Linked DNA regions of Salmo salar: region 1 is linked to region 2. Evidence: chromatin contacts called from public Hi-C data. All regions are on one chromosome and are shown on one strand. The core of a region is the stretch at or near the end of the contact, and the rest is flanking DNA. Distances in the headings are between cores, read along the strand shown.

The links. A called contact is a pair of places that touch in the nucleus more often than the background predicts.
Region 1: a Hi-C map of gill shows a contact between it and region 2, with 2.3 times the contacts expected there. The contact joins the enhancer-like site here to the promoter of LOC106586143 in region 2. A contact is called at or near these places in 3 of 3 Hi-C or Micro-C datasets (blood, gill and muscle).

Annotation. Positions count from the first base shown.
Region 1 is chrssa25:10,578,382-10,581,081 of Ssal_v3.1, forward strand. LOC106586143 (glutaminase kidney isoform, mitochondrial-like) reads left to right here. Exons shown (of 18, transcript XM_014173041.2): 15 at 1,025-1,086; 16 at 1,302-1,378; 17 at 1,591-1,654; 18 at 1,900-2,700. The coding sequence ends at 2,050. Among protein-coding and RNA genes, the nearest start is that of LOC106586142, 30 kb to the right of the region's middle. Within about 2 kb of position 1,275, at least 1 of the 13 cell types and tissues checked has an H3K27ac peak or open chromatin away from gene starts, as enhancers often do. A contact at or near this core is called in gill, where this site is marked.
Region 2 is chrssa25:10,519,970-10,522,669 of Ssal_v3.1, forward strand. LOC106586143 (glutaminase kidney isoform, mitochondrial-like) reads left to right here and starts at 1,434. Exons shown (of 18, transcript XM_014173041.2): 1 at 1,434-1,894. The coding sequence starts at 1,575.

The DNA of each region.
Region 1 (2,700 bases), core at 25-2,524, 58 kb after region 2:
CTAGTGGTTGATGATTAGATTAGAGAAAGCTACCACAGACCCATAGCCTGCAATGCAGCAGATAAGCCACACATAGTCTGCTAAAGCTTCAAGTTAGTAAATGGACCACAAGAGAATACGCTCAAATTGTATTCTATTTCTATGCTAGTGCCATAGTGTTACTCCCAATATGTGAATCTCTACCTTTTTTATTTCTCCAATCAACTCTTTAGAAAACACTGCCATAATCCAACCATAGTATCTGGTCTGTAGTCAATACTGGTAGCTCCTCAAACATGACTCAAGGCTCCTTAAGAAGTATCTTATTGACTGGGTGGCAGAATAGAGAACCTTGGCTAATAAATCTGTCAATATCCCCTGTAGCCTACAGCTTGAGCCAGGACTCACGGTTTGCCTGGGGCTAGAGAACTCACTCTTAACTCCTAAATCACTCCTAATACACTCACTACTCACAAACATACCTATTGGTCTTACTAACTGCTCACAGTGGTCTCACTGCACACAAATAGCTAGTAGAATTTTAAAAATACATATATATTTTGGGACAATATTAAATATTGACAGCTTTATTAGCGAAGGTTCTCTATTCTGCCACCCAGTTAATAAGATGATTCTTAAGGAGCCTTGAGTCATGTTTTGACAACACCAAAGTTAACAGGTCATATATGATCGTGTTCAATGTCTCAAGGCTTATGATATAGGATGTAGCCTATTTTCACGCTGCCATTTCTCAAAAGAATGAATAGATGCTATTCAGTCAGTCACAATGAGAGATGCTTAGACATAAGGGGGTAAAAAGGCCTCCTGGCAAGTCTTACATTGCATTACATTCTACATAATTAATAATACTGCCATTGCCATGGGGTTTTTGTAAGGAGTTGATTGGGATCCAGAAGTCCTGATTGATGTTTGGCAGATTCCGCTTCTCTTTTAGCTGGTTAAGGACTGTGGTAGGGCACATATCCCCCACCCCATGCGTGTGTGTTTGCCTGTTTCCACAAACTGCTTTCCTCCTTCTCTCCAGGTCAAGTCTGTCATCAATCTCCTGTTTGCCGCCTACACCGGAGACGTCTCAGCACTAAGGAGGTACAGTACGCAGCTCTCTTACACACAGATGACACACACACTGACACACACGTTCATGTTCAAAATCATGTTAAATTCATAATACTTGAGTAATTATACCTTTGTTCGTAATGATCCGTCTTCTTTTGTATCTCTGAATAACTTCTGTCTTCTTTCTCTGCCCGTTATCTTCCATCTCTGTGACACTGCTGACCTTTCTGTCGGTGTGTCTGCAGGTTTGCCCTCTCCTCCATGGACATGGAGCAGAGGGACTATGACTCCAGGACAGCTCTACATGTTGCAGCAGCAGAAGGTGCGTCTCACAGCCTCCCTTTCCTGTCACACACGGGGACAAATTGTGTATGTCAGGGTCCTCTGGGAGGGATTGGCAGACTCAGCCCCCTCTGTTTCGTAGGGGTTAATTTGCTGTCCCTTGGCAGCTGCATTGCGAAGTGTGTGACGTCTTTGCTGCAGTGTGTGTGTTTTTTGTTTCTTACGTAACTCCGCCATCTGCTCTACTTTCAGGACATGCAGAGGTGGTGCGCTTCCTCTTAGAGGCGTGCAAGGTGAACCCTGTTCCCAGGGATAGGTAAGCCAACAAACTTGTCTGTCTGCCTTGTTTTTTTAGGTGTTTCTTTTTGTGTGGGTAGACAAGTATATGATACCGTCTCTCGAGTGATAGTAAGCGTCTACAATACAAGTGTACTCCCACTCCAAAATAACACTTTTGTTTGTACCCTGTCATTTTCACAACAACTAGTGTTAGCTCCCAGAACTATGCCTTTGTAGGCCAGTCTAACCCCAGTCAGTCACGCTCGTTATCTTTCCCTATAGGTGGGACAACACTCCAATGGAGGAGGCCTTGCACTTTGGCCATCACGACGTGGTCACCATCCTCCAGGACTATCAAAACAAGTACAACCCACAAGAGATCCCCAAGAAGGTCAAGGAGACGACGGAGAACAACCTGGACGGCCTGCTGTAGTGTAGCCTCGCGAGCCAGCAGATGGCGCCACACTGTTTTTATATCATCTATACTAGACTGCTGTTTTTGTGGTGGGATGCGCTTTTTGGAGTGACTTTTGTCGACTTTGTATGATGTCGTATTTCTGAACTGTGTGTTTGATTGAACATGTTTTTTTTTTTTTATATATATTTTTTATACTCCGTTGTTTTACCGTAAGCTTTTTTGCTTTACCTTCGTCGTACGCTTTGCTCCTTTTGCGACCGTGTTGCTTACTTTTGCTGTATCTTTCGTCTCTCTCTTCCATCACCAAGTGTGTGTTAGGGTCCCAAATCGAAGTGCACAATCTGATTGAATCTTTGTGACAATGGTGTACAATATAAAGTGATATTATTATACATATTCTCCTACATGTAAATTGTATATTTATGTACTGTTGAAAGTTAATGAATTTCATGATATCAAGGACCAATACTTACTGTAATTTAATGTAATAGATCATCTAGCAGTTTGGTCTTGTTCCTGGAGGGCCACAATGTCCAGTAATCCTTGGCCAAATCAGGCACTCTCTATGTAGTGATATGATGTTGAATCTGAAATGACATTTTATGTTGGCACTAATGTCACTCTGTACCATTCTAGCTACAGTGCTTCTTTTAATGGCTGGTTGG
Region 2 (2,700 bases), core at 184-2,683:
TAAATCGTCTCCCTTACTCTCTCCATTGACAGAAATGGGTTAGTTGATCTTAGGTTTTATAAGGTAGTAAAATATACACCCTTATGGTGGTGAATAATGGTTCATGCAGTGTTCCAGCCCACATAGTATGAGACTCTAACCCAGTGATGAGTTGGCACTGTGAGAACTTAACTCCAACACTAACTTTCACTATATCAGCTGATCAACTGATAGTAGCTAGACAGGAAGTGCACTTTATTGCACACTGAAGAAAGAGTGAGAAAGGTGTGTGGTGGGGGGAGAGAATACAGTAACACCTTATTTGAAAGTAAAGTGCCTCTCCTTCTCGCCATCCTTCCCCTTTTCTCTTCTACAGCCATCAGTGATAAGAGGCGTTGCCCTAAAACGGTCAGCAATCCAGTTTCCTAATTTGGGCACCTCATCTGCATGTAGTGTTTTCCAGTGGTGCTGCCTTGCCATCACAGCAAGAGGCAAAGCTATATAATACATCATCAGGAATGTGATCCCGTGGGACTGATCCAGCCAATGTCACGTAATTTGAGAGAATGTGTGATGTATAGGATGGTCATCAAGGTCATACTGTTCATTATTCAGTCAAGTTTTATTGTCACCGGCACAAGTACAGTGAAATAGAAGTCAACCTTTCCTTCTATGAGAGGGCTGACTGAACAATATAGAAGCCTCTTCTCTGTTTCTCACACAGCACTTTAACAGTGAGCTAACAAGACTGTCCAATAAATTCCTAAGATATTTTGGTGCTGACAGAGTATTGTCCAATTTAAAATGTCAATCTAAGTATGCCACATTCCAAGGTTAAGGATGGGAACTGACACTGTATGTGTCCAGCTGGGGGAACGAGAGTCTGCATCAATCTGTCTCTCCCAGTAGACAAGGGTTTGTTGTCACAACTTGATTAGAATGATTTGCTACTGCTCCATGGCTGAAGGATAATAGCTGAGCTTTTATGTTTTACTCCTGAGCGTAGTCTAATAATGTAAGCCTATCATTAGATAATGTACATTTGTTTCCATTCATCATCTATGTTTTATTGAAAGTCATTCAAGATATCCATAAATTAAGTTACAATTAAAAGAGCAATTAAAGCTACGCTAGACCTAGCTACCGTAACATTTTCTATACTAACTGAATGACCTCCACATGGGACGTCATCCTTGTTTTGAACAGTATTTTTATGAATTGTGTGATTAAAGTTTCACATACATTCTGGGAAATAAATCGGTATTCGGCACGCGCAATAACTTTCATCAACGCCGTTGAATAATTAAAATATTCCCCGCCGCTAGGGAACAGCAATTCGTCAGAGGAAATGATGCAGGACAAAATTATGATAGAAACCAAGACCAGCCAATCCGCCATAAAGACACTTCCACCAATAGGATATTTGGGGGGCGTAAAATAAGGGGTTTTATTCATTTTACAACGCCAGTACATTACAGTGCTAGTCATCGCCCACTCTGAATGTTAACGTGGTACAGTGACTTGCCTATCTTTCAATTTCGGGTTTTAGGATTTTTCAGGCAGAAATTCTCCTCAACTTGCTCGAAAGGATTGAAATGTTACAGTTTAGGTTTTCGGCAGTGCTGAAGGAGTTGTTTCAATCCAACCTAAAGCGCCCTTTGACAGGTATTACAAGAAATAAAACGTCGTTACCAATCCACTACTGCTCCAGCAACGCCTCTCTTGATGTCAAAGTCAGCTTCAAATTGAAGCTTCTCCATGCCGGTGTCCACCGCCCTTTGCTTTGCGCCGCACCTGGGACCCGGACCTACTGCACGAAGACCGAAGGTGCTGCTATACCTGTGACCGAAAGTGCTATACCGGTGACCGACCAGGAGAAGAAAGATGAGACTGCCAAAGAAGCAGCGACGGAGAAGTAAGTTGAAGGCATGTGGGTGGGCTCCACATTATCCACAAATTGTAGAATTTGTCATAGTCTAAACTAGCCTATGAATATTTGCCCGTAGCCTGCTATTTTTTAGAACAAGGCGCGCCTAATGGTGGCTTTATATTTCATTTATTACAAAGCGTAGGCTAATTATTCCATTAGCTAGCCAGTCACGATCCTGGGCTAAGCCACTCTAATCAAATAACGTTACATTATTGGTCGCATACAAATATTTTGCCGACGTTATTGAAGGTGTAACTAAATGTTTTTTTTTAAAAAGTGTCCGCCATAGTAGTACGGTGTCCCTGGAGCAAATGAGGGTTAAGTGCATTGCTCAAGGGTATATCGACAGATTTATTTTCACCTTGTCGGCTCAAGTATTCGAACCAGCGACCTTTTGGTTACTGGTCCAATGTTATAACCGCTAGGCTGCCTGCCGCCATACTGTCCTTATAAACATGTAATACACTTTGGTGGTAAAATAACTTAGGGGCTCGTTAATTCTACATCAAATAACAAACGTTGTCGAACGTGTATCCACTTTTTCAGTTCTTACAGTGTAGCATGCTTACCTCGATAAGGCCTCTGTAAGAGCGCACGTTTGTTTCCCTCGTGGGAAGTGTACGTTTGTTTTTGTATTTAAAAAAAAAAAGTCACCTTTATTTAATTAGGCAAGTCAGTTTAAGAACAAATTCTTATTTACAATGGCGGCCTACCAAACGGCAAAAGGCCTCCTGCGGGGATGGGGGGGCTGGGATTAAAAATAAAAACACATTAAATAAAAATATAGGACA